Regions from separate parts of the Mus musculus genome. Here all the other regions are linked to region 1. Evidence: chromatin contacts called from public Hi-C, promoter capture Hi-C and targeted proximity ligation data. All regions are on one chromosome and are shown on one strand. The core of a region is the stretch at or near the end of the contact, and the rest is flanking DNA. Distances in the headings are between cores, read along the strand shown. Region 1 holds the start of Men1 (multiple endocrine neoplasia 1). Region 2 holds the start of Rbm4 (RNA binding motif protein 4). Region 3 holds the start of Slc29a2 (solute carrier family 29 (nucleoside transporters), member 2). Region 4 holds the start of Tmem151a (transmembrane protein 151A). Region 5 holds the start of Klc2 (kinesin light chain 2).

The links. Promoter capture Hi-C pulls out the DNA fragments that hold promoters and counts their contacts. A called contact is a pair of places that touch in the nucleus more often than the background predicts. Capture Hi-C pulls out chosen DNA fragments and counts their contacts.
Region 2: a Hi-C map of B cells shows a contact between it and region 1, with 6 read pairs. A contact is called at or near these places in 1 of 39 promoter capture datasets (pre-B cells), 1 of 484 Hi-C or Micro-C datasets (B cells) and 1 of 9 other capture datasets (adipose tissue).
Region 3: a contact with region 1 is called in a targeted proximity ligation map of astrocytes, with 2.1 times the contacts expected there. A contact is called at or near these places in 1 of 39 promoter capture datasets (liver), 2 of 130 datasets of targeted methods (astrocytes and pancreatic cancer cells) and 2 of 9 other capture datasets (adipose tissue and liver).
Region 4: a promoter capture Hi-C map of adipose tissue shows a contact between it and region 1, with 2.1 times the contacts expected there. A contact is called at or near these places in 3 of 39 promoter capture datasets (erythroid cells and liver), 1 of 484 Hi-C or Micro-C datasets (B cells), 1 of 130 datasets of targeted methods (pancreatic cancer cells) and 2 of 9 other capture datasets (adipose tissue and liver).
Region 5: a promoter capture Hi-C map of liver shows a contact between it and region 1, with 4 times the contacts expected there. A contact is called at or near these places in 1 of 39 promoter capture datasets (liver) and 2 of 130 datasets of targeted methods (astrocytes and embryonic forebrain).

What each region holds. Positions count from the first base shown.
Region 1 is chr19:6,332,412-6,338,540 of GRCm38.p6, reverse strand. Men1 (multiple endocrine neoplasia 1) reads right to left here and starts at 3,528. Exons shown (of 10, transcript NM_001168489.1): 1 at 3,459-3,528; 2 at 2,636-3,096; 3 at 1,608-1,816; 4 at 1,260-1,388; 5 at 1,022-1,062; 6 at 853-940; 7 at 122-258. The coding sequence starts at 3,080.
Region 2 is chr19:4,790,156-4,796,284 of GRCm38.p6, reverse strand. It overlaps Rbm4 (RNA binding motif protein 4), which reads left to right and starts at 2,276. Exons shown (of 4, transcript NM_001290122.1): 1 at 2,276-2,469; 2 at 3,465-3,887. The coding sequence starts at 3,476. It overlaps Gm21992 (predicted gene 21992), which reads left to right. Exons shown (of 3, transcript NR_157185.1): 2 at 2,276-2,469.
Region 3 is chr19:5,020,660-5,026,788 of GRCm38.p6, reverse strand. It overlaps Slc29a2 (solute carrier family 29 (nucleoside transporters), member 2), which reads right to left and starts at 2,783. Exons shown (of 12, transcript NM_007854.3): 1 at 2,512-2,783; 2 at 2,197-2,278; 3 at 601-761; 4 at 292-431. The coding sequence starts at 2,540.
Region 4 is chr19:5,082,964-5,089,092 of GRCm38.p6, reverse strand. It overlaps Tmem151a (transmembrane protein 151A), which reads left to right and starts at 3,602. Exons shown (of 2, transcript NM_001001885.2): 1 at 3,602-3,795; 2 at 5,992-6,129. The coding sequence starts at 3,721. It overlaps Yif1a (Yip1 interacting factor homolog A (S. cerevisiae)), which reads right to left and starts at 555. Exons shown (of 8, transcript NM_026553.4): 1 at 345-555. The coding sequence starts at 375.
Region 5 is chr19:5,115,169-5,121,297 of GRCm38.p6, reverse strand. Klc2 (kinesin light chain 2) reads left to right here and starts at 3,000. Exons shown (of 16, transcript NM_008451.3): 1 at 3,000-3,176; 2 at 3,866-4,104. The coding sequence starts at 3,877. It overlaps LOC115489018 (a long non-coding RNA gene), which reads right to left. Exons shown (of 2, transcript XR_003952889.1): 2 at 1,966-4,597.

The DNA.
Region 1 (6,129 bases), core at 2,279-4,778:
CTTGACTGTATAGGGGCTGATCAGAGAGGACAGAGCTGAGACAAGGTCTCACAACTGGATGACCGATTGGAAAGTCATAGAGACAAAGGGCAGGCTGGAACCCTGGCAGGGGAATCCTCACTCTTGGATAACAGTGGCAGTGTCGGCCCAGGCCTGCAGGGCTTCGCGCACATTTCGGTTGCGACAGTGGTAGCCAGCCAGGTACATGTAGGGGTAGATGTGTTCATCCTGGTAGTAGGTCTTAGCTGAGGCAATTCCCTGGAGGATGGAGCAGAGGAACCTCAGGGAGGCAGCCCCCAGCTGCCTCATCACTGATACGCTACAGAAAAAGGATGCTAAAGGGTCCTCCCTGTCTCTAATACTGCTGGCCCCTTTGCCTGGTGTTCCATACTCCCTCCCACCTCCATTCCAGGCCTGGATCTACAAGCCTGCTTGCTAAAGCAAGGGCAGACAGTAGGAGTGGTGACCCCACAAAACAAGGCCTAGGGAGGAGCAGGGAAACACTCAAGCCTGGGGCAGGTTTCTTCACCACATGGTCCTGTGTAAAGACTTCAAGCCCAACCAGCCTCCTACCACAATGAGCAAGCTAACATCTCTCCACAGTGCTACCACAGGCTATAGCCAGGATAATAAAGGGCAGCTGAAAACTGCAGGGCTTGTGGGATCAATCGGGCCCTGCCACTCCTAGCTGGGGGAGCCAGGGCTCTTCTTAAACACAGAACTACCCTCATTACACACATGCCCTACACAAAGTAAGGCAGGAAATACCCTCCAACACACAGAGTTCTTCCCTTTTCACCTCTCTCCTCTCCATCCCCAGAAAGGAGCTGCTGTTTTCTGAGATGCCCTCACCTTGTGATAAAGGGTGAGTGGGTCTGGCCGGCCCGGGGTAGGCTCCAGCTCCTCCAGGTCTGCCAAGTTCCCTAGCGCCATGGGGTATCTGGGAACAGATCATAAAATCAGGCTATCACTCAGTTCCCTGATCCCCACAAAGCCTATCTGATCATAGCCTTCCACTGACCTTTCCAGATGTCCGAGGTCATACAGCAGCCAGAGCAGCTTCTAGAGCCAAAGGGAGAGGGGCGTGGTAAGTAGAAGGGAGCCCCAGTCAGCTAGAGAAGTGACCAGAGGAAACAGCGCCCTCCCACCACAGAAGGGCTAGGAGTAAAGACTCACAAAGCCCTTCGTGTGCATTGGAAAGGATCAGTTCTCTGTACAGAAGGGGAAGGGAAGGTCCTGGGCTGGGGCAGTCTCCTCACCTGCTGTAGTTGCAACAGTTCCAAAGAGTCAGTGTGAAGATCGATGGAAGGGTTGATGGCACACACCATGAACGCCACCTCCATCTTACGGTCGCAGCGCATGTACGACCCCTTCAGGTACAGCCAGCTCTTGGAAAGGGAGAAAAGCAGACATCTCAGGATGTACCACCTTGAGCCTGCTCTAGGGCACAGCAACGTAAATCAATTCACCTGCCCTGCCTCCGCCCCCCGCCTTGGTACATAAACACAGAGGGACAGTGGTAGGGGAGCCTGGCCTGGGGAGCAGAATCCCTCAGGTCACTTAGACTCACAGAAGGAAAAGGGCACAATGGAGGGAAGATACAATACCCGCTCAGCCACACCGGCATTGACTGTCTGGCCTCTGCGGTCCTCGTTGCCTTTGCCGTGCCACGTCACCTCAGCTGTCTGCTCCCCGTTGGGCCCAAACACCACCCAAGCATGATCTTCAGACAGGGCCAGATGGACATCTCTGAGACCCAGAGCCTGGCAGGCCCCTACCACTGCAAAGGCCACGCCCGAGCTGTCCAGTTTGGTGCCTGTGGTAAAGGGCAGTCATGAGAGCTCTGTCCTGGAAGAAGGGAGCCATGCCCCCTCTAGCACCTCTCAAGCCTGTATCCAGGCATCACACACCCTATCCACTATGTTCACCCTTTTATGCTCGCAGCAGCTCCCTCCCAATAACCCAACCCCAGAACCCTTCTGGATCTCAGGTCCACCCAGCCAGAAACTGCCCCTCCCTTTTCTACACCAAGTACTTCTGTTAACATAATGACTTAACCCAGTGTCTATTGTACAGCTATCAGACTGTGTCAAGGAGAGCAAGCCCATGACCCCACGAACCCCCACCCCTCCCTTCTTCATGTTCTGATTTATCTCTGCACTTTTTTCCTCAAAGCTCACAAGAGGCCTCAGATGCTTGCTCAGTACATTGCACGGAGAGCTGAAGCACTTTGTCCTTAGTCAAGCCCGTGCTTCCTTTCAAAATATTTTCAAAGGTATAATCTTAATTGTCTCAAATGTACCCACCCATTTGTCCTACCTCCCCAGTCTGCTACCACCTTCTTTCCCCATATGTTGGGCTGCCAGATCCCTCTGGCTATTCAATGGCAGGGCTGGGACTGTTGAAAGACTGGGGAGTAAAAGCTGGCACCAAATGACCAGGTTCCAGTCTCAGCCCTGTCATTCTGACATTCCCCTCTTCAGAATTCTCTTTCCACAACTGCGAAGGAGAAATAATACCTGCCCCACCACACAAGGTTTACAAGTCTCAAAAGGGCTATAAGCCATATTGTTCAGACATGAGAAGAGGTAAGACAACACTCATTTGCTCTCCTGACCACCTGTCTGACTCCAACCTGTGATGAAGCTGAAGAGGGACTGGATGTGGGCCCGGTCCTTGAAGTAGGAGCGGCTGAGGCTGTTCCATATGACATCCGAGACCTTTTTTACCAGTTCGCGACTAGAAACACCTCCCTCTCGAGGATAGAGGGAGAGGTCCACAGCGCCGCGGATCTGAGCGGTGAATCGGGCATAGAGGGCAGCAATGATGGATAGGTCGGCCACCGGGAAGTAGGTGAGGCCACCAGGAGGGTCGGGTGCGGGGCTGGGCTGGAAGGTGAGCTCCGGCACGTTGGTGGGGATGACACGGTTGACAGCCAGGAAATGCTCCACGAAGCCCAGGACCAAGGACAGGAGCACCAGGTCAGGCTCCTCTCGGCCCAGCTCTGCAGCAAACAGGCGCACCACGTCGTCGATAGAGCGCAGAGGGAACAGCGTCTTCTGGGCGGCCTTCAGCCCCATGGCGGCGGGCGGTGGCCTGCGGGCGAGCCGAGGGAGGGAGGGTCGGGCTCGGCGAGAGAGCCCCCTCCCAGGCTCGGCTAAGGCTCTACCCTCCGCCACAATTCTGCTTCGCCAGCCGCTTCGTCCTGTGCTCACGGGCGGCGGCTCGGTTTCTGAGACCCTTCAACCAAGGCTATATAGGGCCTTCTAGTTCCTTACAATTCCGGGACCCCCAGCCCCGATGAGGCTGCTCCCAAAGACCTATTGGGGACCCTCAAAGGCCGCCCCTCCAGTCCCTACAATCTCTACCCGGCCCTCTGGAGCCTGTCCAGAAGGCAAACCCAAACCAGCCTCCCACAAGTCCCAAGGAGAGTCCCGGCTTCGGTCCCCCGCGCCCACCTCCGCGCTTACATCCCACACAAGGCACCGCGGCGCCCGCCGCCTGAAGCCTGCTGGGAAATGAAGTCCCGCGCCTCCTATGGCCGCACTGCCTGCTGGGAAATGGGGAGTCCTTGCTCACCCGGCCCTCTCTAAATCTGAAAATGACAGCCAAACCCGCAATGGCTTATGGAAGAAGTAGTCCTGCTGCTCCAGGGCGGGTAAGCTGAGCTCCTCAACGATTGGTCATCTAGGATCACGCCAGAAGAAGTTCCTCCGTGACTTCTGGGAGATTGTAGTCCTAGGATTAAACTCAGGCGCAGTAGCGCCCCTGCAGTGTGTATTATGGCCAGTTTAAGATGTGAGGGAAACTGTTGCTCTAAAACACTACAAGGAGGCTGGAGACCTGGTTCAGCTGTTCAGAGCACTTGTTGCTTTTGCAAAGGACCTGGGATCAAGTTTAGGTCCCCACACCCACATTGTGGCTCACCATCTGTAACTCCACTTCCAGAGGACCCATGCTTTTCTCTGACCTCCACCAAGCTTGACTTGGTGCACACACATAAAAAGGCAGACGAAACATCCACACCTAAAAAGAATGCAAGGCTGAACACAGTACGGCGGAGGCAGAAGGATTTTGGTGAGCTCAAGGCAAGACTGGTCTATGATCCAATACCAGTCCTTGAAATTAGAGGCAAGGAACTCAGGGTGGACTTCAGAGATGACTCAGAGTTAAGAGCCCTGGCGGCTCTGGCTCAGGACCCTGCGTTCCCAGTATGTACATGTTTGCTCACAACTGGGTCTTTAGCCCCACTTTAGGAGGTCCAATGTTCTCTGCTGTCCTCTGCAGGCTCCAAGCAGGCACCTTATGCACACACATAGGTAAAATAAAATTAAGGAAAGAAAAGAAAAAAAAAATCAGGAAGTTCAAGGTCAGTTTTACCTTAGACAGGATCTTGCTTTTTAGTTCAGACTGGCCACAGACTCACAATATTCCTGCCTCAGCCTCCACCATGCTGGGATTATAGATGTTCACCACCAGTCCACATGGCACCACCCCTCCCACAAGGCTTCATGACCTCATCTTAATTCACGAAGTCTGTAATGACCCTGTTTCCAAAACGAAGTCTTTTTGTCTGAGACCAAGACCTCAATAGATGAAGCTGAGGAGATGATGTAGCAGCTGAGAGCCTTTTGTTGTACCAGTAGGAGGACCTGAGTTCAAATACCCAGAATTCACTTATACGTTTGGAATCCTAGCATTATAGGGCATGGATGGGGAATGGGGTCAGTGTGGGGGTTAAAGGGAGGAGGGTCTTGGGACTTCCTGCCTAACGACCTAGCTGCAGGTTCAGAGAGAGAGCCTGTGTAAAGGGAAGAAGACAGAGAGAGTCATAAAGAAGGATATGTGATCTTTCTGTTTTCCACATCTGAGCAGCTCCTTACACAGGTGTAAAGACACCACACACATATACAAGCAGAACCTCTTCCTTTCTTTCTTTCTTCCTTTCTTCCTTCCTTTCTTTCTTTCTTTCTTTCTTTCTTTCTTTCTTTCTTTTTTGGTTGTTTGTTTGTCTGTTTTGTTTTTTGTTTTTAGAGACAGGGTTTTTCTGTGTAGCCATGGATGTCTTGGAATTCACTCTGTAGACCAGGCTGGCCTCAAACTCAGAGAGATCTGATTGTCTCTGCCTGAGTGCTGGGGTTAAAGGTGTGAGCCATCACCATCCAGCTACATCTACCCATGCATTTTAAAGTTTCTTTGATTTTTAAGTTTCTTTGTTCTGTAAAGCTAAGAAATTGCTGTCATATTGGAACATGGAGTTTGGATTAACCTAAATTTGTATTCCTGGACCATGGTTACTCAAATTTGGCTTTAGAATAAACTATATATTATTCTTTTGAAGAGGGGCTGGTCATGGTGATGCATACCTTTAATCCTAGTACTCTGCAAACAAGTTCCAGGCCAGCCACGGCTACATAGTGAGATCCTGTCTCAGAAAACAAACACAAAAATTGGGGCTGGAGAAAGGGCTCAGCTGTTAAGAGCACTGACTGCTCTTCCAGAGGTTCCGGTGGTGGCTCACAACTGTCTGTAAATCAGATATCACAGAATCCAATGTCCTCTTTTAGCTTCCATGATACATGTGGAACACAGGCATACATGCAGGCAAAACACCCGTACACATAAACTTCAATAAAAAAAATTACTAAAAAAAAAAAATTGCTAGGCATGGTGGCACATGCCTTGGGAGGCAGAGGCAGGCAGATTTCTGAGTTTGAGGCCAGCCTGGTCTACAGAATGAGTTCCAGGACAGCCAGGGCTATACAGAGAAACCCTATCTTGAAAAACCAAAAAACAAAAAAACAAAACAAAAAACCCAAAACAAGACAAAACAAAAACAGACTTAAAAATTAAAATACTAATTATTTTTTATTTATGTATAATTTTTTATTCCTTAAAGATTTATTTGTTTTATGTAAATACACTGTTGCTGTCACACCAGAGAGGGGCATCAGATTAAGATGGTCGTGAGCCACCAGTGGTTGCTGGGAATTGAACTCAGAACCTCTGGAAGAGCAGCCAGTGCTCTTAACCTGTGAGCCATCTTTCCAGCCCCCTAATTTATTATAAAAGAGCTTGAATGTATGAATCCAGGGAGGTCTCTAGTCTATCCTAACATGGTACGTAGGT
Region 2 (6,129 bases), core at 1,027-3,526, 1.5 Mb after region 1:
GTGAATTTTTTGCCATGTTGCTGGGGAACAAACCCAGGTCCTTGCTAGGCAGGACCTTTTCAACCAGCAGCATATCTATGTTAGTGAAAATTCAGTCCCTTCCTTATGGTTATCAAAAAGTTATCTCATACATGAGTTTCTTAGTTAACAAGTATTTGAGTGTCTTTCATGTTATCAGGGTAGTTCCAACATTGAGGCCATATAATATAGGAAGTGAACAAGATAGAGTTTCAAGTGATAGTATATTATTTGTGAAAGTAAATAGTTATAAGTCATGCCTTTAGATGGATTGGCCAGTAAAAAATCTGAAGAAAGAATAATGTATTCTTTTTTTTTTTTTTTTTTCGAGACAGGGTCTCTCTGTGTAGCCCTGGCTGTCCTGGAACTCATTCTGTAGACCAGGCTGGCTTGGAACTTGGAAATCCGCCTGCCTCTGCCTCCCAAGTGCTGGGATTAAAGGTGTGCGCCAACAGGCCTGGCCTGAATAATGTATTCTGAATAGGTAGAGACAATAAAGCCAGTCTATCTGGAGGGCTGGTAATAACTAAGGAGACTGGATGGGTAGGTTTGTTAGACCACGAAGCTTGGATCCCCGTCCCCGGTTTTTCCTTTAGACCAAGTCACACTATATAGGCCTGGCAAGCTTGGGACTTGCTGTATAGACCGTCTGGCATTTAACTCCAGCGGTGGTATTGTCTGGAGACTATTTCCACTTGGGGATTGGTCACAGGGTGAGGGCTGTCTGTCTGTCTGCACACTGTGGGGATAGTGGTTCCCTTGGCTTGTTAGCAGGCTCTTCCCCTTCAGACCGGGAGCCAGTCCAGTTTAGTGGAGTGAATTGGTCTTGTTTGCTACTGTAACCCCAACCTCCAGGAATTTTGGCATAAGAAAGATGATTAAACTGAGAGAAAATGATTTCTATACCCTATGCATTTCTGGGTGCATATTGAGATGTGGCTGTGCATTTTAGATCCCCTCTGAAAGGGCCTGTGCAGGACAGCAGAACTTGTATTACAGATCTCAGGTGGCTTTTACTCAGTCTCAGGTGCTGCAGAATGAAGCCATGGCCATATTTAATGTCATATTGTTACTTTTTAAGGGGCCTATTTCCTAGCCTTAAATTATAGACTAATTTTCTGCTATAGAATCCAGTAGCTTATTTTCTGTCTCTGCCTTTTGTTTGACTTTTTCTTTCTTTTGTGGCAGTTTTGGGAGGTAGTATGCTCTATTTGTTATTTTACTCCCAATCATCCTGTTCTCATGAAGTTCCCCCTGCTTTCTGCCTGTTCACCTTTAAGTTCTCCATTCAGCACCTTTCCCGGTTATCTCCATCTTAAGAAGCTGCGTTGCAGAGGGTCATGACTAAAGTTGCTTGCTCAATGAGTATGGGATTATGTGAAGCAGCCAGTGGGTGAGAAAAATGTGATGAGGGAATTTGGACCCTGTGAAGAATGTTCGTTTGTACTTGTTTACAGCTGATTGTCACAAGCCTTTTTTCCAAGGTCAGTTTTAGGGAATTTAAACTTAGTTTTGGCTAATGGAGCCCAATAAAACCAAACAAAATCAAAAATTGCTGTTCCCGTTTTTTGTTTTGTTTTTTGTTTCTTCTCTTGGCGGGGTGAAGTTGGGGTGGGATGGGGTGTCGATTTTCAATCTCTGTTTTTCACACCTTTTGGGGAGGTGGGAGGCTGTTTCCTAAAGGGAACCTTAACCCCTGTGTCTCCTACGTCTCTGACCACCCTATTGTCTGGGCCATTGAACTGTTATCGAAGCTGGATCCACTGACTGTTTTAGAGTTTTAAAATTACATAAAGATACTTATAATTTTGGTAACTTGAGACTCAGAAGGACTACATTGGAAAGTGGGGGTTGCTTTTTAAGTAGGGGCGGGAGCTTGGCTATCGCCGGGAGGTCTGGGTAGGTTGACTGATGCAATATCCACGTTGCGGGGCGTGGTGACGCTCAGCTAGGGACCGGTGCGGAATTGTGGTGACAGAACTTGAATTTTGTCAGGATGTGCACGTGTAAGTGACAAAATGTGAAAGCTTAACAAAGTTGGGAGCCACGAAGCTACAGGTTGCCCCACTGACGCACGGCACCTTGTTCATTCTGCCTAATGGCTGGCCGCGCTTTGAAGAATTCCGCGTTTCTAGCTCCACCTTCAGATGGACCTCTTGCCCAATCAGTGGCTTCAGTTTCACTAGGCTGGGTGCTCATTGGCTTTCATATAAAAGGTCCAGGTTACTGACGTTTCCACCTCTTCCTGGCCTCTCAGGTAATTGGCGTTCCGGGTAACCAATCAGGAAGAGGATCTCCGGGAACGCCAGCCTTTTACTTTACCGAACGGCCAATCCGGTGGGTAGGTTCACCCCTCTTTCTACCCAGAGTCACTGCTGTGGCCGCCGCCATTTTAGCGTTTTGTCAGAACCGTCCGCGCTGCAAGGAGGAGGACCTGCAGGTATCCATGCGGTGAGATACTCCACGTTCTTCCACTGTGTTCTTTTCTCTGTTAAAAAAACTTACCTGACTCCGGTGGGTGTCAGGGTTGGCATAGTGGGGTTGCGGTCTGCGCACCCGTCCCTGAGAGCCGACATCGGTCCTCGACTTAGTGCGGTAAGCCTGAAACAACCTTCCTCCAAGTCCTCGTTCTCTACTCCCGGAATAGCTTTCTTTTGTCCACCTTACCCTCTGCTTTGCTCAATCTTCTTTGGGGTTTCCACCTAGATAAATCTTAGATTTAGGCTGGAGAATCTGTCATGCCCTGGGCATTGTTGGCTTCCTCACCAAACTGTAGCACCAGTCTTTGACCAGTTCTTCTGTAGGAGCCTGTAATGACATGCCCCACCCCCACCCCCACCCCAGAGGACTCCTCCTACTCGGGCATTTTCTATATTTCCCTGCTTTTTATCTGGTTGATCCCGGAACTCACTACTCCGAGTGAAATTCCCACTTTTCCGGAAATGGTTGCTAAGAGAGGAAGAGCTAATTTGAAGTAATTATAATTAGCAAGTCTAGTAGTTAGAATCTTGTTTTCAAATGTCAAAGTGAGTAGCTCTCAGTACCTGTAGCATTTTTTTTATTTATGCTGAAAACTTAGAGCGTTATTCCTTTGTCTGGGGCAGGGGAAGTGTAACTCAGTGGCGGAATACTTGCCTATAATGTACCGTGCTGTAGGTTGGAGCCACACCGCAAAATCCCCTTTGTCTACAAAAGTCTGCCTTGTTACATTTTTCCTCTTTATAGAACTTCTTGTGAGAAATAGAAGCAGGCTCTTGTTGAACTCCACATTTGTTACTGATTGGAGATGTAAGAGCATGCCTGTAGGAGAAAACTTTTGGGACTATGTGCTAAAGTGAAAGGAGATGATGGGAGCCATTTATTTATTTGATTTTTTTTTTCCCTTTTTTTAACAGTTGCTATGGACTTGAGGTCTTCTCCTAAAAATCTTGTTTCTCTACTTGCAGGCTGTGTGGAGATGGTGAAGCTGTTCATTGGAAATCTGCCCCGGGAGGCCACAGAGCAGGAGATCCGCTCACTCTTCGAGCAGTACGGGAAGGTGCTGGAATGTGACATCATTAAGAATTATGGCTTTGTGCACATAGAGGACAAGACGGCCGCTGAGGATGCCATACGCAACCTGCACCACTACAAGCTGCACGGAGTGAACATCAATGTGGAAGCCAGCAAGAATAAGAGCAAAGCTTCAACCAAGTTACACGTGGGCAACATCAGCCCCACTTGTACCAACCAAGAGCTTCGGGCCAAGTTTGAGGAGTACGGCCCAGTCATCGAATGTGACATCGTGAAAGATTATGCCTTTGTACACATGGAGCGGGCAGAGGATGCGGTGGAGGCCATCAGGGGCCTCGACAACACAGAGTTTCAAGGTGAATCACTCTTTTGGAGTGCTCAGTACAAGGCTGTTAGGAATGAATTGGTTGAGAAAAGGAAGGCATTGGGATGGAAGGATTTTGCTGGCTGATGAAGGATCAGTGATACACTTGAACAAAAGCTTTTGTGTGTGTGTGTGTGTGTGTGTGTGTGTGTTTTCATGTTCTCTCCTACCATGTGGGTCCCGTGGATGGAACTCAGGTAGTTAGGTGACAAGGGCTTCTTTTACTTGTGGAATAGTCCACTGACCCTCTTTTTTGTGAAGCTTTCAGAAACAATGCAAAATATGTGCAATAAATTTCATAAAATGGAGAATGATGGTCTAGAGGGGGGAAAAGAGCTTGGCTTTTATGTTGAGCCCTTTAAGGCTTTGAGCCTGTTTTGAAGTCCTTTCTCTGAAGACTTCACCTGCTGGGCCCCAGCCCCCAGCCCCCACCGTCGCCCATTGCAAAGTGCTTGCCTCTGGCTTTTATTGGCTCAGCACAGCACAGGATCACTGTTGTGTTGCACTTGATAGAGGGAGATCAGAAGAAAAGGACACTTATAGGGACAGAATTCTGGGTTGAACTTACCCTCTTGTCTCAGTTCTTTTTCAGTACAAATAATGAGCTTCAAAAGTTGTAGCTCTATTTAATTTTGTTCTACTTTTGTGCCAAGGAGTTATATTTGAAAAACCACTTAGAAGATTGATTTCTTTTTATTTATTTTTGTAATTTTTTAAGAATTTAGGGAGGAGGCATTGGGATTTGGAGCAGTAATGGCATGTCTTCCGGTTGGTTCCATGTGCATATAGGGGTCGATTGATTTAGACATCTTGGGCTAGTTTATATGTGCATGGAGTCCTGGCCAGCGGAATTGTGCGTGCGTGGAGGGCAGCTTGGGTGCTGATGTGCATTATCATTTGATTTGGGAGGTATTTTGTTTTAAGATTAAAAGTTTCTTGTCAAGAGCGGCATTTAAAAGACTGTTGAAGCTGGGTGATGGTGGCAAATGCCTTTAAATAGTCCCAGCACTTGAGAGTCAGAGGCAGGTGGAACGAGGCCAGCCTGTTCTAGTACAACCAAAGCTACCCAAAGAAACCTGTCTCAAGAAAACAAACAAAAAAAACCCAAAACACTTGGTTGAATTGCCTGCTGAACTTTCAACTCCTCTCATCCTTTTAGGCTCCAAGAGTCAGTTTTTGAACTTGCATATCATAGCGTAGTCTTGTAACTCATAGCTATGTTTCTTTAAACAAACAAAAAAAAAGAACGAAGAAGAAAATATATGCCCACACACAAAGATTTTGAAAGATTTGTGTATGTGGCCTCTAGAGTGCAAATGAAGAGGGTGTCAGATCCCCTCCTGGAACTAGAGTCTGATAGTTGTGAGCCAGGAAATGATACAGGTGCTGGGAATTTAACCCAGGACCTTTGGAAGAACAGGAAGTGCTCTTAACTGCTGAGCCATCCCACCAGACCTATAACTGTATTTCTTTTCTTTAAATCACACACACACACACACACACACACACACACACACACATAAAACTTTATGTGTGTGCTTGAGTGTGTGGTGTGTATGTACATACTGTGAATGCATAGACCCCTAGAACTATATTTCAGACTTGGGTTCTGGCTGTTTTGACACAAAGTAGTGGCTAGTTCTTTGTTCAGTACTACTTTTGAATAGTGCTTTACTGCCATCTTTATTCATTTTCCTTAAATGTTTCTGAGAGTCTGACTCTCCACCCCCTGTGACAAATGCCCTGTGTCATGGGTATTGCTGTGTATTATTAAAAATGTCACAGGTCTCTCAGGTCTAGTTTGCTTTTCTCTTTTAATTGGAAGCTGAGAATTATTTTGTCAACAACTTAATTGGAAGCAAAGACTGCTTTTTGTGGAGGGCTGTGGTATGGTACCTAGTTTTTAGAGGCTTTTTAGCATTTCAATCACAAAGTGTGTGCTTGTGGCCGTTCTGTGTGTAAGGGCGACCTGTGGTGTGTTTTGAGGACGTGTTCTTGTAATTGGGTATCCTAAACTCTGGCTCTGATGTTGACCTGTGACTGGCTAATTTTACACTATTTCCCTTAATATATTTTTAGAAAGTGGTGTTAGAGATGGATGGAGCCCAGGGCATTCTGCTGCTGAGCCACAGCTGGAGACAATCTCTTCTCCCCTCCTTTCTTCATTTATATTACCCAGGTTGGCCTTAAACTCCTGGGCTCAAGCCATTTTTCTGCCTTCAGCCTCTTCTAGG
Region 3 (6,129 bases), core at 1,534-4,033, 1.3 Mb after region 1:
CTTGAACTCAGAGATCTCTTGCCTCCGCCTCCCAAGTGCTGGGATTAAAGTTATGCACCACCACACCCAGCCTGTTTCTCTTTTGAGACATAACCATTGGTCTGTGGGGCTTCTGACTAGGAGGTCTCCCTATGTCACTATGGTTCCTAGACAAGTGTCTTTTCCTCTCTTTGGGCCCATTTTCTTGTCTGGGGATTTGGGTGATGACGGTATTGTCTTCCTTTAAAGGATCTGCTCGGCTGTTCCTGCACGAGAGGGTGGGGTGGGGGAGCCGGACGGAGATGTGCTTACAATTGATGAACCAGACGGACGCCATGGTGACAGAGAAGAACAGCCCAGGGCTCAAGTCCACCTTCACCAACGCTGCTGTCAGGGCAAAGAGCAGTAGTATGGCCAGCAGGCTGCCCAGAATCCGCACCGACTCGGGGATGCTGCTCAGAAGAGGGCAGAGGACATCAGGGGGCCACCAGGAGCAGATGGCAGAGGGGGCAGGGCAGGGGAGCTGGAGTGATGAGGTGGGAGCAGGGAAGGAGAGGAGCAGGAGGTGTCCCGGGCCTCTGTGACTGTGACAGGGAGAGGGTGGTTGGGGCTGGTTCTCACCACTGATACAGGAAGGAGTTGAGGAGCGTGAAGAGCAGTAGAGGCAGCTGGGACAGCAGTGTCACCCAGTTGTTGAAGTTGAAAGTGTCTGTGGGACTGGTGTGGTTGGTGCCCATGGTCTCAGCACTGCTGTTGGTCCCTGCTAACCGCCCCTGGAAGTACTGCCACACAGAGACGGTGTAGACAGTGTAAGGTCAGAAAGCACCCCCCCACACTTGTCAATTGAGCATCTTTGTTTGGTTAACATCTGTGGGGCTGTCTTTGTTTGTTTTTTTTTTTCGAGACAGGGTTTCTCTGTATAGCCCTGGCTGTCCTGGAACTCACTTTGTAGACCAGGCTGGCCTTGAACTCAGAAATCTGCCTGCCTCTGCCTCCAGAGTGCTGGGATTAAAGATGGCTAACTGCTGCGCCTGAGCCCAAGGTCTTGCTGCATCTCTGGGTTCCATCTCCTTTTCAGTGTCCTGGACCTAGCCTCCATTCCCCTGCTATAACCACCTCAACCCTTATTCATTCCATGGGTACTTATTGAACATCTACTGTATGCGAGGCCTTAGCTTGGGAACTAAGCCAATCCGTTTTCTCGGGCACACAGAGCCCAGCACTCTTATGCGTACCCTGCCTGCAAGGCAGACCTCACGGTTTAGCATCCTTCCATTCTGGTAAGCTGCAGGCTCCAGATCTTTCTCTAAATAGGATGCGCTTTGCTTCCACCCTTTGTCTGCTCAGTTCCTAATTTACAAATCTTTTCTATGAAGCAGAAGAAATTTCTTTTGAGAACCTTTATAGCTCTCTGCTTCAGGGTGGAATGGCCTGGCACGTGTCTTGTTTCATTATTAATAGCCCTGGCTCTGTGTCTCTCAGATTCAGTAGCTGATCCATCTTTGGGTATCAGGGTCCAGCACCGATGCCAGCACTCCACAGACACCTGGGAAGTTAACCCACTGAATATGTTTGAATAACCCTATTCTAAAGAAAACACAAAAGTTAGGCAGTGGTGATGCACGCCTTTAATCCCAGCACTCAGAAGGCAGAGGCAGGCAGATCTCTGAGTTCGAGGCCAGCCTGGTCTACAGAGTGAGTTCTAGGACAGCCAGGGCTACACAGAGAAACCCTGTCTCGAAAAAAACGAAAACAACAACAACAATAAAACAAAAAGGAGAAAACAAGCTATAGATTTCTGCCTTTCTATAAAAGAATGCATGCTTTGGGGAATCGGGCCTTCCTCCACATCTGTCTACAGTAGTTGCTCATTAATTATTAGTTGAATGACTGTAACTCATGTCATTGCAAAGAAAGCCAAAGGCTTGGAAAAAAGACACTTTGGAGTGACTGGCCAAAAATAACGACAAAGGGCATGGGATGGAAACTCCTTTGCTGGTCAGACTCCCTACGTGGATGGCCCTGCACCTCTGAGATCTGTACCTTCCTAAAAGTTTGCCTAGCCAGGGGAGAGGCGGTTCCCTCTATGAGGCTTGGTGCTGTCCCTGACAGGCTGAGCTGTAGTAAGTGGCCTGGTGAGGAAAGTGGCTCAGTTCAAGACGGCTGGAGGGATGTTGGTTTGTGGCCATGAGGTTGCCCAGCGGCCGCGGGTCTCACCGGGATGGCGGTAATGAAGAAGTTCCAGGGGAGAAGGGTGCCCAGTCCCAGAATGAAGAAGCTGATCCCAACCAGGTGGTAGCTGTGGGGATCAATCAGAAGGTCACCCCGAGGACGTACGCCTGGGCCGCCCTAGCCGCCCCTCAGTAGAACGGACTACAATCCCCATCACCCTGGCTCAAGCAGCTAAGGGAATCGGCTGATGGGAATTGTAGTCCCGTTCGTCTTTGAGCCCAGGAGCATCAAGACGAGCGGGAATTCAAAGGCTCGTGGCCACCTGGGCCACGGTACGCAGCACATGGGTTCCCACCTCACCTGTCCCGAGGGGCGTTTCCCCGCGCCATGGTTGCCGCAGTCCTATTGCACCAGGCCCACAGAAGGCGGCTGCACCTGCGCCTACGCAGGGCTGGGAGGCCGAAGGAGAGCGACGCTGGTCGGTGTCCAGGAATCCCAAGGTCGGAGCGCCGTAGCGGAGGGTCGGGGTTGGGTTACACTGCGGACCACGTTTTGCAGGCTCGGACCTCGGCTCCGCCTCCAGGGCGGGAACAAAGAGCCATTGCTCCCCTCCCCCGGACGCCCGCTCTCCAGACTCCGCCTCGCTGGTGGCTGTGCCTTTAGGGTATTAGGTTCCGCCTTCTAGCTTGCTTCCGCGCCTGAAGCTGTGTCTCACCGCCGTCCCTTCGCCTCGCACCCGTCTTCTCCTTAGGCACGGGTCCGGAATCTCTGGGGAAGGGATAAGGACTGCGCAGGAGGGAAGGGGTCCGGTGGTTGTTGGGCACAGTCGATCTAGCTGGGAGGTTCTTCCTCTTGGCGTGTTCTAAGGTTTGGAGCCCTCTAAGCTCTAAGCAGATTAGGAAGTAAGTCCGACCAGAAGGAAGAAGCCAGTGTCATCAATTGTCGCAGAAGGTCCCAGCGCGGTGCTCCGAGGGAGTTCCCCCAGAGGTCGAGGCACTTTTGCAAACGAAAATCCCCAACATATGTGGAAGACGGACAGATAGGCCCTCCTACGGTACCTGGGTCCAACAAGGAGGATTGAACAAAGGCTCTGGAGGGAATCGTGGCCCAGGTGACGTTCGGCCCCCTCCCCTGTAGTCGCCACTGCCACCCTCAGGAGTGCTTAAAAACCTAATTTTCACTAGGCGTGGTGGCGCACGCCTTTAATCCCAGCATTTGGGAGGCAGAGGCAGGCGGATTTCTGAGTCCGAGGCCAGTCTGGTCCACAGAGTGAGTTCCAGGATATATTCAGGACTATACAGAGAAACCCTGTCTCAAAAAAACGAAAAAAAAAAAAAAAAAAAGAAAAAGAAATATATTTATGTGGACTGGTGAGAGCGTTTGCTGCCAAGCCTGATGCCCCGAGGCCACGCCCAGGACCCATATGTTAGAAAAACTGAAGCGACTCCAGCAAATTGTTCCCTAACCTCCACACAAGCACAGTGGCACACGTGCTTCTAAGTAATAAATACAAATAAATATGAATATATAAAAGTATATATATACAAGGTTATATAAATGTGTGTCTTCTAAAGAATATAGTTTTTTAGAATGTTTTTCCTATGTATCAGCCAGACCATGCTGTTACTATCCCTGTTCTGTCCTGTTCCCGGAATCTAGCCACCAGGCTTGGCTCATCGAAGGTGGTTCCTTAGATCATGGTGGACTGCAGATGACTGTGTGGTACTGGGAACTGAACTCAGAGCCCTGTGCATGCGAGGCAAACACTCTTACCCCTGGGCTGCATCTAACCCTAGCTGGTGACGTTAGGGAAAAGACAGCAATGGATTACACTGGGAAAGACAGTTACTCTTTAAGTTTTCTTTCCAGACTTCCATTATGCCAAGAGGGACAGTCTTGAGTTCAGTTCTAACAGGTTTTCAAGGCCTCTTCATCCCCTCTGCCTTGAGCATCTCTCGACAGTTTTACCTACACACAGTTAGTCACTTGCATTTTTCGAATGCTTATTCTAATAACTATTACTGACCTGTTTCCTACTTGACAGTGATAGGAGAGTGAGTCAAAGTGGGACAGGGGGTGGGATGTTGCCCTGGCACCATCTTGAAGATGGAGATGAGGGTCTGGGGAGCAGTCTGTTGTCTTGGGCTGGGATGGAAGGGGATGAGGCGTTTCAGAGAAGGAACGGCCTGTACCAGGACCGGGGACAGGAGAGTGCTGGCACACTATGGGACATACTAATAGATCCCTTTGGCTGGGAGGAGTTGGATTTTACCTCAGATTCTCAGCTCAGCCTGACTGGGGATCTGTAATTAACCAATATTTTGCTTCTACTTTGTGGCGAAATGCTGTGCATAACAGAACCCAGGCAGGACAATTTTTGATGGCACAGTGACATCCTAAGGGAGGCAAGAAAGGAAAACACTTAGTAATAAAATAATAAGTATGTGATTGGTTAGTGCTCAGACACATGAAGCAGTCACAAGCTTAGCCCCTCTTTATAAAACCAGTTTTAAACACACGGCAGGGGCACCAAAAGCAGACTCTTAAAGGCCACTGGTGTGGGCTGGAGAGATGGCTCAGCAGTTAAGAGCACTGACTGCTCTCGCACAGGTCCTGAGTTCAATTCCCAGCAACCACATGGTGGCTCACACCATCTGTAATGGGCTCTGATGCACACTCTTCTGGTGTGTCTGAAGACAGCTACAGTGCACTCACATACATAAATACATAAATAATATTTTGCCGGACGTGGTGGCACACGCCTTTAATCCCAGCACTCAGGAGGCAGAGGCAGGCGGATTTCTGAGTTCAAGGCCAGCCTGGTCTACAAAGTGAGTTCCAGGACAGCCAGGGCTACACAGAGAAGCCCTGTCTCAAAAAAACAAACAAAAAAAAAAAAACAAAAAAAACAAAAAACAAAAAAAGCAAAATCCCAAAAAATCCTGTGTCCTGAGGATGTGCCATACTGGAATGGAGACCAAGGCTTGGCGAAACTCCAAATGAAACAATGCAGCTGTCTCTCTGCAGACAGTTGGCCAAGTTGCTGGAAAATGCTGTGCATATTTAAACCTTACAGATAATTCACTATGTCTGCATGTCAAGTGGACTTACAGCCCAGGTTCAGAAAATTATCAGGGTGGTTTAAAAAAAAATGTTGGTTTTATTTGTAGCACAGTTTGAGATTTACAGGACAGAGCTCTGTGTAGTAGCTGGACGGCAACTCAATCTCCCTCCTTCAAATCCTGCACTAATGTGGCACATCCAAGGCAGTGGGTGAACCGTATGACCCAGCTCCTGCAGCACCAGGCCTGCCTGCACGCAGCCATGCTCCCCACCGTGAGGATGGACTAAACCTCTAAACTGTAAGCCAGTCCCAATTAAATGCTTAAGAGCTGCCTTGGCTATGGTATCTCTTCTCAGCAATAGAGCACTGACTAAGACAGATCCCCTGGAGCTAGAGTTGTGAAAGAGTGTAAGGTGTCTGATGTGAGTGCTGGGAACCGAACTCTGCTCATTTCCCCAAAAGAAGTTGTTTGTTTGTTTGTTTGTTTTGTTCCTTTCCCGTGCCAGTTAGAGTGATGGCTCAGTGCTTAAGAGCACTTGCTGTATTTGATCCACTTGCAGAGGATTGGCAGACACCATGCAGGAAGAGTTGCAGCTGATAATTGAGCTCCCTGGAGCCTGCCTACCATCTTGCTCAGCATTGATGGGCGCACTCTAGTGAAGCACAGCCCCAGAGACTTGGTCCCAGGATTGCTTCTTGGGGCTGATGTGCTTTCTCAGCTTGTCTTTGCCATAGTCCTCATTTATGTGGCTTGGTGTGAGTGGACACCAGGAGACCCTCACTGCCTGTAGCCTGGTGTGATTACTTCCTGGGTGATGGCCCACTCTGTTGGGCAAACTTCCTGCAGATTAGCATGAAGATGAACTTTCATGAATTAATGCTGTTTAGGTGAAATGATGACTTGATAGAATTCC
Region 4 (6,129 bases), core at 2,353-4,852, 1.2 Mb after region 1:
TAACACAGGTAGAAAAGGCAATATTGGCTATTCGGAGTCCCTGGACAGTGGTCAGGAATGCTGCCCGAGTTGTAAGAGGGAAAGGAAGTTCTGGAGGCAAATTCGGTACAAGCAGGATTAGACTTGAGGATCCCAGTAGTGCTGTCGCAGCCTGATCTCAGGACTGGCTAGTAAGGGCGAAGTCCAGGACACGCTGCAGTGTGGCAGGGCAGGAACCCGAGAGACACTCTCCCCGCCCTGGGCAGCGGTCACTGCAGACCCTCTCCAACAGAACCAGTGGGTCTCTCAGCGTATTTGGCTCCCCGCTGCCAGGCCGCGCCCCGCCCTCCCCACTCCTCACGCACCGTGGACTCCATATGCCGAATGGTAAGCCATGGCCGTGACGTTCGCTCTACCCAAGGGTCGTGGGTACTTCGCTGAGTCGTGGGTACGAACACTACTGAAACAGCTACTTCTCTTGCCTGGTCCTGACCGAAGTTACCCGACGGCCCGACACGTCCCAGGGCTGTCCGATCGCGGCCGCCATGTCCTTGGCGTCACACTTCGCTGTCTACCATTGGCTCGTCGGAAGAGCTGGTTCTCCCCCTTTACACTTTCAATTGGCTACTGGTGAGCTCTCTTCCAATCGGGTTTTGTCATATTCAACTTCCGACAGATAGGGGGCGGAGCTACTCAAGATGTTCTCGGATTGACTAGTAGGCTGGCTAATTTGCGGCGCTACCAGCCAATAGGTGAGAAGGAGTTGTAACTTAGTTCCGCGTCTGCGCCAAGAGGCGCTTGACGCTCCTTGCCACGACTACGCCAATAGGAAGATTAAAGTCCTGACCGACCCAACTAGTCAGGGCACAAAGCTGGCTCCGCCGCAATGCAGTCCAAGAGGAATGCGGCGGTCGGTCAAGCTCTGACTGATCCCTGCCCCTACTCTGTGCTCTTTCCTCCAATTCACTCCATCCTGTTTTGGAGCTCCGGCCTGCTAGAAATTGTTGTTGTTGCCCGCACCGGGAGAGTGACAGCGCGGCCCTGAGCCCTGGAACGCTGACTCCTCCTCCGCCCTCCCACTCCTTTCAGAACTGGTGCTGTCCGTCGGCTGGTGCTGAAAATGCCCTGTAGAGTCCGCCGCTGGGCTCATCCCCGAGGGCCTCTGCTGGGAGGGTTTGGAATCGCGCTCAATACGTTATGCACACACGCACTCACACGCACACACGCGCTCACGCATGGGGCAGGAGACAGAAACTGAGACCACCCAGAAGATACGAAGTCCTGGTGGTATACATGGGACAGGAATCTGTACTGGGCCTTGTTCCATCGCTTTCTCCAGTGGTCCGGGAGATTTGGGAGGCAGAGGTGTAGTGACCTGTCTCCTGAAGGTCTCCTGAGTCATCACCAGTCCTGTGATCTCCAAGTGAGGCCCGTAAGCTTCACTCCTAGTCTCCTAGGCTCTTTTCTTCCCACCCAGGCTGTAACCACTCCCATCGTCGCTGGAGACAATCCCTCCAAGGGTCCCTCTCTCACAGACTGTCAGGTACTATTCTCTAGATAGCATGACACACCCTCGGATACTTACAGCTGACTAACTACTCAGCGTTTAGTTGCATAAGGTCAGACTTTTCTGATCCCCAAACTCAGCCCATGCTGTCCAACAGCTGCTTTTGCTCCTCCGCCTGGGATGCGGGAGATATGCCTTTCCCTTTTTATCCATTTGTCCAAATCCTTTAAGAGTCATGTTAGCTTGCTTGTGAGATGGCTCAGCAGACTGCCAAGCCTGAGAACCTAAATTCAATTCCCAGACGGTGGAAGAAGAGAGCCAACTCCGAAAAATCTTCCTCCGATTTGTACACTCGAGCTATGTTAAAGTGCACCTCTTTGCACCATCCCGCCCAGAGAGAGATACACAGAACAAATACATTTAACATGTAATTAATTTTGGGGGGGGGGGGAGATCGGGACTGGAGAGATGGCTCAGTGGTTAAGAGCATTGGCTGACTGCTCTCCGAAGGTCCCAGCAACCACACAATGGCTCACAACTATCTATACAGCTATTGTGTATTGTATATATAAAATAAATAAATAAATCTTGCCAGTTGTGGATGCGTACGCCGGTAGGATTTGGTGAAGGAGGCAGAGGCAGGAGGATCACGAGTTCAAGGCCAGCCTACAAAATCACGAGTTCGAGGTCTACAAAATAGTTCCAGGACAACCAGGGCTATACAGAGAAACCCTGTCTCAGAAAAAAAAAAAAAAAAAAACAACCAACCAAACAAACAAACAATCAAAAAAACCCAGAGGTCCTGACTTCAATTCCCAGAAACCACATGGTGGCTCACAACCATCTGTAATGGGATCTGATGCCCTCTTCTGGCATGCAGGTGTACGTGCAGATAGAGCACTCATACATAAAATAAATACACCTTTAAAAAATAAAAATAAAAGGGGGGATCACTTTAGCCCTTACAGAGGGACAAAGGGAACGGAGGCTTGACCATGGCCCAGAGTGATGGCTAGAGTCTGGGTTCTAAACCCCTCTTTAATCAGATTTTCCCTGAATATTTTCCATGAGGACAGGAACTATGTCATTCCTAACACCTATCTATGTCTTCCTAGTGCCCAGGCACACTAACTACATATAGACAATAGCCAGAAAACATTTAGGCCCAATAAGTAAACAAATGGGTGCGGTTGGAGAGATGGTCGCTCTTCCAAAGGACCTGCTTAGATTCCCATTATTCACTCAGCAGCTCACAACCATCTATCATTCCAGTTCCAGGGGATCGAACACCCTCCTCTGCCCTCTGTGGGCACTGCTTGTATGTGGTGTACAGACAAACATACAGGCAAAACACATATAAAATAAAATAGTAATTTTAAAAGTAAACACAAAATAAGCAAAGATGGAGGACAGTGAAATATACTTTTAGTCCCAGCTCAGGAGGCAGAGGTAGGTGAATCTCTGAATTTGAGGCCTCTGAAATGTGAGAAACCAGCCCCGTGAGCTATACACACCTGAGAAAAGGGTGTCCCATGCAGGGCAAACCTATCACACACACACCCCGCCCCCGCCTGGCCTAAACATGCTAGTGACTTTAATCCAACATATTATCATTCCCATTTCTCAGATAGAAAGGCTGAGTTTATGGCTTGAACATGCTGGTCAAAAGTCGCGCAGCCTAGAGTTCCTGGTGCCCTGGCTCCAGCCCACCAGCCTGTAATCCAGCAGATGAGACTGTCTTTCCCTTCTGGGTATTAACTGTCAACAAGCAAAGCTTATGGGGTGAAGTCTGGGTGGGCTTAGTGCTGGGCCTATTCCCTAGAGAGGAACCTGCGGACGTCCACCCACCATGGCCGTCTTCATTACTCAGTTGGGGAGACTCGGGTGCCGCAGAGCAAGGACTCGCCCAAGGTCGCAAGCGCGAGCGCGGCTAGAGAAACCAGGCGTCCGGCGGTCCAGACTGGGCTTCCCACAGGCGAGGGGGTGGAGATGGGGTGTGCCCGCGGTGCCAGGCGCGGCCAGCGGCGCCACCGGTGCTGCGGGGGCGGGGTCAGCGGAGGGCGGGGCGCCGGGCACCGCGGCCGCCAACGCCGCCGCGCTCGGGCTGGGCTCCGCGCACTCTTCAGCGGCCGCCGAGCCGAGCGGACGCCCCTCGGGGCCGCACCGCAGCCCCCCCGCACCCCTGCTTATCATGCCCCGAGCCAGGGCCTGGCAGCCGAAGCAGCCAGGACACCATGCCGGAGGGCGAAGGTGGAGACTGCGGGGAGGTGCCCGCGCTCGTTCCGGACGGCGAGCCGCTGCGAGAGGAGGTACCGGGGGCGAGTAGTGGGAAAGAAGCCAGGGCTGTAGAGAGGTGAAGGGGACAAGTAGAGGGGCGATCCCCGGAGAGGGATTGAGGAGGAAAGTCCCGGAGCCCCTCCAGCAATGACGTCATTGGGGAGACAGCGTTCTGGTAGGGGTCGAGGCTTCGGGATCCACGTAGGTCAAGGCAGGAATAGATGGCAGGAATGTAGGGGAGACCCTGACCCTCGACGCCCCCTCAACCATCTTCTCCTGTCCTGTGACGTCAGCCCCTGTGGCCCCCACACGTCCCTGTTCCATAGCGCAGCCGGGGATGCTGTCCGTGACTGCTTGGGCCATGGGGTCAGGCCCCCAGTCCAGCCCAGTTGCTCACGAGGTGTCGGGCGGTGCCTGCAATGCAGTAGCGGTGGCAGGGACTGGAGGTGGGGGAGGGAAAAACGGAAGAGAAAGGAGCGGAGCCTGCTGATACCTTTCTCTCCCCCACCCCCAGGTGAGGACTGAGGGCCCACTCCAGTGGCTGAGATCCCCAGACCCCCTCCCCAGCTCTAGCTAGGAGGATGTGCCAAGTGTAAGATGATAGGTGTGGAAAACAGGGTGGTGTGTGGTCTGCATGTGTGAGCGGATATAAATGCATTTTGTGGTGTGTGTGTGTGTGTGTGTGTGTGTGTGTGTGAAAGAATTCTGGTGATGTGTTCCCTGTGTCTTCAGTAGAAACATATATACCCTGTAGTCAGGTGAGCCTCTGGTGGGTCCCTTGCCTTGGGTCTTCACCCAAGAGTGTGGGTGTGTATGATTTCATGCTGTGCCTCTCTAGTGTGTTGCTAAGTATGGACTGTGGGTGTCAGGTTGCTATAGGGTGGGGTAGGCATGCACTGTGGTCAGGTGAGGGTCTTACATGTCTAGGTGCCAGAGTGTAACATGTATGTGCATATGCCCTGTGCTGATGTGGTCTTGAGTGTGTGGGTGTACCTTGCTACAGCCCTGATGTTTGTTCTCTGAAAATAAGTGAGGTTCTGTTGTTTCTTAATGAGCGATGGTGTTCCTTTGTGGTAGGTGGGTCTATGATGAGCCTGTGTTGGAGGTGTGGATGGGTGGGTGTGTGCCCCTGGCTGGCACAGGTCTAAGTGGCAGAATGCACCTGTAAATTTCATGCACCATGGGACCAGGCTGCTCTGGATGGGTCTGGGGGCCAGTCTCCTCTCCTTTTGGGCCTCTCGAGGTATGGTAGGACTGAGTAGGTGACATTACCCAGACTCCCACTCTATACCCTCCACCTTTTCTCTCCAGTTCCCTTTCCCCTTCCCATTTCCTTCTCTTCTATTGACACCAGAGCTGAGGTAGCCAGGCTGGCAGTTCTACCATGGAGAATATGCCAAGATCTTTGGGTCAAAAAGTACTTTGTGCTGCCCAGCAACTTGTGTCCCACCCCTTCCCTCAGCAGATTAGGGATGGAGGGTGGCCCTCTATCTGCTCCTAGGCCTGAGACTTACACCTCTCCCATTCCTCATCTCCCCCACCCCCACCCCGACTTAACAGCCTCTTCCGAGTCTCCTGCCATCCCTTGTGGAACAGGGGACCAGTGGGAGCCACAGGGTAGCAGCAAAAGTGTTTATTCCCAGGGCCAGACCCTGTGCTAACAAATTCCCACATGTGATCTCTCTGAATCCTCAACAGCCAGGTGTGCAGATGAGAAAACAGGGTTGGAGTAGGTGAGGGGTCCGCCCAAATCACACTGAGAAGAAGGTGTAGAGCTGGGGCTCCTTAGCCTGCACACACACACACACACACACACACACACACACACACACACCACTTCTTACCACATCAGCCTCCTAGATCACCATAACCAAAATCCAGAGGCAGAGAGAGTAAAAATGTAGCCAAATGCACACAGAGGATTAGAGACAGAACAGCAACTGCCAGAAATCAGATTTCTAGGTAGTCATTGGGGGAGGGGGGGCGGGGTCATTTCTTCTCTGTTGGGATCTTATTCGGGTAGGGGGCTGCTAACAGCAGGGCACGGGGCACAGGAGGAGGCAAGCTCATAACAGATAAACAAGGTTTGCTACTGTGAGACTTGCTGCAAAAAAAAAACGCTCAATCAATAGAAGCCTCAGTTTCTTCTTCTGTAAAGTGGGTCCACCTCCTTCCTACTAGTGGTTCCCCACTGACATCTTCCTCTCCTTTCTCTGCCCACCCCGCAGCAGCGGCCCCTGAAGCAGTCCCTGGGAGGCTCTCTGTGTCGAGAGTCTCACTGGAAGTGCCTGCTCCTTACACTGCTCATCCATGCCTGTGGGGCTGTGGTGGCCTGGTGTCGCTTAGCCACTGTGCCCCGCCTGGTC
Region 5 (6,129 bases), core at 1,751-4,250, 1.2 Mb after region 1:
GAGGTCAGCCTGAACTACATGAGACCCTGTCTCAGGGTGGGGTGAGGGGCTTTCTAAGAGTTAGAGTTTCTCAGGAGAAGAGAGTGAGCCCCCTGTTAGGCTAACAGGACAGGACAATCTCTCTGTGAAAGATGGCAAATGCCAAACCTTGTTCTCTGAGCCCGAGTCCAGCCCTTATTCAAGACAAACCCCTTCCTCAGAAAATTGGACATAGTACTACCGGAGGATCCCGCAATACCTCTCCTGGGCATATATCCAGAAGATGTCCCAACTGGTAAGAAGAACACATGCTCCACTATGTTCATAGCAGCCTTATTTATAATAGCCAGAAGCTGGAAAGAACCCAGATGCCCCTCAACAGAGGAATGGATACAGAAAATGTGGTACATTTACACAATGGAGTACTACTCAGCTATTAAAAAGAATGAATTTATGAAATTCCTAGGCAAATGGATGGACCTGGAGGGCATCATCCTGAGTGAGGTAACCCAATCACAAAAGAACTCAAATGATATGTACTCACTGATAAGTGGATATTAGCCCAGAAACTTAGGATACCCAAGATATAAGATACAATTTACTAAACGCATGAAACTCAAGAAGAACGAAGACCAAAGTGTGGACACTTTGCCCCTTCTTAGAAATGGGAACAAAACACCCATGGAAGGAGTTACAAAGTTTGGAGCTGTGATGAAAGGATGAACCATCTAGTGATTGCCGTATCCATGGATCCACCCCATAATCAGCTTCCAAACGCTGACACCATTGCATACACTAGCAAGATTTTGCTGAAAGGACCCAGATATAGTTGTCTCTTGTGAGACTATGCCGGGGCCTAGCAAACACAGAAGTGGATGCTCACAGTCAGCTATTAAATGGATCACAGGGCCCCCAATGGAGGAGCTAAAGAAAGTACCCAAGGAGCTAAAGAGAACTGCAACCCTATAGGTGGAACAACAGTATGAACTAACCAGTACCCCAGAGCTCTTGTCTCTAGCTGCATATGTATCAAAAGATGGCCTAGTCGGCCATCACTGAAAAGAGAGGCCCATCGGACTTGCAAACTTTATATGCCCCAGTACAGGGGAACGCCAGGGCCAAAAAGGGGGAGTGGGTGGGTAGGGGAGTGGGGGGGTGGGTATGGGGGACTTTTGGTATAGCATTGGAAATGTAAATGAGGAAAATACCTTAAAAAAAAAAAAGACAAACCCCAGGTCCCTGAGATGCCTATAGACTTGTCAACTGAGAAGTTGGCTGAGGGTGGTGCTGGCCCCTTGTTACAGAAAATGAGACCAAATGTAGGTTTGGAAGGACTAGTCAGGGGCAAGTGTATCTCTCTGACTTTTTTTTTTCCTTTCTGATTTTTGTTTTGTTTGTTTTGTTTTGTTTTTCAAGACAGGGTTTCTCTGTATAGCCCTGGCTGTCCTGGAACTCACTTTGTAGACCAGGCTGGCCTCAAACTCAGAAATCCACCTGCCTCTGCCTTCTAAGTGCTGGGATTAAAGGCGTGCACCAACCACGCCTGGCTTTCTGATTTATTTTTTATGTGTATGAGTGTTTCACTTGCAAGTATGTGTGTGTACCACATGAGTTCCTAGTGCCTGCTGAACTCAGATGGCGGTATCTATCGATGCCCTGGAAATGGTAAAGATGGTTGTGAGCCAATGGGTGCTGCAAATGAAACTCAAGTCCTGAGCAGGAGAAACAAATGCTCTTCACCACCGAGGCATCCTTTCAGCCATCCCCTCCCCTCCGCACGCTTTGTAAGGTAGCCGTCTACTGATTGCTACCACATTCTCTATCTACCCCAGGCCCCAGCCAACAGGTGATGACCTACATTCCAGAAGGCAAAACAAGAAAAATGTTAGAAAGGCCGATGTTGTGTCAGCACCAAGTGGGTGTGGAGTAGAGATGGGAAGAGTACTGTAGAATCTAGTGGGATAGGGACCAAAGAGGCCGTCCTAGTTAGAGTTAATATTGCTGTGTGGAAACACAGTGACCAAAAGGGTTTATTTGGTGCACTCTTCATCCAGTGAAGGAAGTCAGGACAGGCACCCAGAGAGAACAGAACCCAGAGAAAGGAGCTGATGCAGAGCCCATGAAGGAGTGCTGCTTCTGGGCTTGCCCTCTGAACTTGCTCAGAACTGCCTTCTGGCCTCACCTACCCTGGCCTGGGCCCTCCCACAACAATCAGTAAGAAAACAGGTTTTCCTGCAGCCCGATCCTATGGCAGCATCTTCTCAGCCGAGATTCCCATCTGTTCAATGACCCTAGTTTGTGTCAAGTTGACATAAAACTATCTAGCACAGAGGTCTTTCCTTCCGAGTTGGTGACACCCAATCTGAGGCCCCCCAATGACACCACCACAATCCAAAGGCACTCGTCTGACCTCCTTATCTGGTCAGCAGTATCCACCCAGATATTCCCCTCAGGGGCGTGGATCTTCTCCCTTCTCCACCGACCTCCACACGCTCCTTCCCACCCAATTCTCCTTTTTAACCAGAAGCCTCCTTCTGTTCCCTCACAAAGCAAACCTAGATGCTGAGAATTCCCTACAGGCACAGTCACCTCCGAAGCCGGTAAGAGGTGCGTCTCTAGAGCGCGGAGGGGGCTGGGGGGTCAGATGTGTGAGAGGTGGGTAATGGCAACACCCACCTCACCAGCCCTTTGTGAGCATTAAGTCAATGCACTAAGACATCGACAAAAACACTTGACAGTCAATCAATGTGGACCGACTCGCTCTGGAATCTGAGGAGGTCGGCCTTCTTGCTCCTCAGTCACTCTGGTCCGGGGTCGGAGCTCCGCAGAGCGCACAGACCTGGAAGCTCTGGTCCGAGGGGGCGAGTCCAGCCACGCCCCTCTGCGTCCCGTCTGGGCTGGCCCCACCCCGAAGCCGGCCAGGCCTGCGGGGCCCCTTTAAGGCAGCGAGCTGGCCGGCTGGAGCGTGTTTCGCCCCCTCCGACGCCGCCGAGGTAGCGGCTTCACCTTTAAGGCGGCGCGGGGACTGCTGGGAAGGCCGGCGGGATGGAGGCAGCGAGACGAGCTCACGGTCGAGGATCCGGGTGAAGCGGGACAGGAGCAGGAGCCGGAGCCGGGCCAAAGCAGAAGGTGCAGGTCGGCGCCGGCCGGTTGGGCCGGGAGACCCAGTCAAGCCGGACAGTGAGGAGCGGTTGCAGGTCGGCCTAGAGGAGGAGTCGTCGTGGTCGTGGGCGCGGCCTGTGGGAGGACCCGACCGGCCCGCGGGGAGGGGGCGCGGTCCCGGGCTGGGGCTGGGAATCCGGCCTTTTCTAGGGAGGGTCTGCGGGCCTCAGGCCAGCCTGCGGGAGGGGTCGTTGTGGGCGCGGCCTGAAGAGACCTGTCCCGAAACTAAAGACCGCAGTCTCCCCGGAGCGGCGGGGGCGGGGACGGGGTGGCGGGGCTCGGTCGGCCCTGGGGGAGGGGCTCGTGGTTCCGCTTGCCCTGGGAAAGGGGCTGTCGCCAGGGCTGAGACCCAGTTGCCCGGAGAGCCTGTGGCGTCTGACTTGGGAACGCCTTGCAATGCCCTAGTGCTCTGTGTACCGATTAGGACAGTTCCGAATAACTCTCGAAGATGGGCTTTAGATCAACTGGCCTGAGCCGGTGGTCTGGGGCGGAATCGGGGTCCAGCCTCACTTCAGTCACACCGCATTGCGTCTCCCTAGGCTAGACGAGCCTGGCGCGCCCCCTGTAGGCCGCGTGCTGGCACGGCGAGGACTGCGGGCTGAGGGATCTGGACATCCATAGGGACCTAGGCGTCCGGGGACCTCCCGGTGTTTACCTAACTTGGGGTGGACGGCGGTGTGGCCCTAGGCCTGGCGTCCGCCTGCCCCACCCCTTGCCTCCACAGACGGCACGACCATGGCCACGATGGTGCTTCCTCGAGAGGAGAAGCTGAGTCAGGACGAGATAGTGCTGGGCACCAAGGCGGTGATCCAGGGTTTAGAGACCCTGAGAGGGGAGCATCGTGCCCTGCTAGCTCCCCTAGCTTCTCATGAAGCAGGCGAGGCCGAGCCGGGCTCACAGGAGCGCTGCCTCCTCCTGCGCCGCTCCCTGGAGGCCATCGAGCTGGGGCTTGGGGAGGCTCAGGTAGGTCAGTGTTGGGGCTGTGGTGGAAGATTACCCGAAGGGCCCTGGTGATGTAGGAACACCCTCAGCAAGGAAACACAAGTCTTTCAGAGCGTCACGTTAGGACAATAAGCAACGTTCAATGAATACACTTTGGAAATGCCAGCCCTGCGCCCTGCCCCAACGGGCACCCTTACCTCACACTGAGCTATGCCATTCAGGCCTCATTCTACCTAACAGACTGGGATGACAGAAGAAAGCAGAAATACTTTAGTAACCTCCCCTCACAATACAATTATGCATGAATTCATTAAGTTGTATAGCTTCTCACTTACTGTGTGCTGAGCTACAGTGTGTTAATGCTCAGGATGCAGATTGAATGCAGACAAGGTCTGTGTCCTCCCTAGGCATGGTATCTGCAATCCCAGCTCTTGAGAGGTGAAGGCAGTAGGATCCCAAGCTCCAGGCCAGCTTGGGTCAGTCACATAGTAAGATCCTGGCTCCCCTACTGTCCCTTCAAAACAAAATAAGATGATTTTCCCCCCTAGTACAACAGGAGAAGAGAAACACACATTCAACTAGTTACTTGAAACAAGTTGTGATCAGTGCTCCAGGGACAGTAAGATCTTGTGACAGTTTGTAGAAGGGAGTCTTGTCTATTGATCAGGCAAGACTTCTCTGAGATGACTTTAGCTCAAGGGCTGGCCTCCAAAGAGGCAACTAGAGGACAGCTGCATGTGTAAAGACCGAGGTAGGAGAGCTCGTGGGCTTGAAGGGAGACAAGAATGGTGTACCTAGAACTTACGGAGAGGGCGAGAGGGACACTAGAGGCTGTGAGGAAGCAGAAGACAGAATATGTCCAGGCCATCAGGTGGCCTGTGGAAGGGTCTAACAAGCAGAAGATGCCTGACTTAGCTTCTGAGATCTCTCTGGGAGCTATGGAGAGTTAACCTTAGTAGGCCAAGGATGGACTCTTGGAACAAGTGACAAGGAAGCCACTGCTAGGCTAGAAGGGAGTTTGAATTAGAGGGGTAGCCATGGAGACACCAGTTCTAGACTGGGGTGGGGGCAGCACAACTCCTGGATGTTTGTGCTTTTAGCAAGTTTCAGGAAGAAAGACTGTTTAGTTCCCCATATACTGGGCTGTCGGATAGAGAAGGGTTTTGTTCTCTGTGGTTCTTGGCCAAGCCACTGCCTGGATCCAGAAATTCTGGGGTGCTTGTATTGTCTTAATTTCTTTGTCTTTAAAATAGCAAGCAAGGCATGGCAGTTCTTGGGAAGCAGAGGCAAGCAGATTTCCAAGTTCAAGGCTAGCCTTATCTACACTGAGTTCCAGGACAGAAAAATCCTGTCTCAAAAACCCAAACCAAGTTGAGTGTGGTGGCACACGCCTTTAATCCCACTCGGGAGGCAGAGGCAGGCAGATTTCTGAGTTCTAGGCCAGCCTGGTCTACAAAGTGAGTTCCTGTCAGCCACCCTTCAGGGTTCTTTGAACAATCACTAGCCCTAGACAGGAAGCAGTAATATATTGGTGTTAGCTACAGTGGGTAGATTGTAACCAAAGGGGAACAAAGGGAGAGTCTGAGAGCTCAGATTCCACAGAGAAACCCTGTCTCGAAAAACAAACAAACAAAAAAAACCCAAAAAAAAAACCCCAAACCAACATGTCCCCCCACCCTCCCAAAAAACATAGTGGTCATGCCATCTATTGTATGTACTTCCAGGTTGTTTGAGGACTTGTTTTGTTTTGTTTTGTTTTTGAGACGGTCTCTACATAACCCTGGCTGTCCTGAAACTTACTATGTAGATCAAGCTGGCTCTGAACTCACAGAGATCCACCTGCCTCTGCCTCTGCCTCCTAAGTGCTGGAACAGAGCATGTGCCATCTGGACTTTTTTTTTTTTTTTTTTTTTTTTTAAGATTAGTGGTTATAAAAACACCTATCCCTTGAAATGTTTTCAAATATCCAAGTAGAGTGGCCCACACCTTTAATTCCAGCACTCTAGAGGCAAAAGTAGGTGAATACCTGAGTTCGAGGCCAGCCTA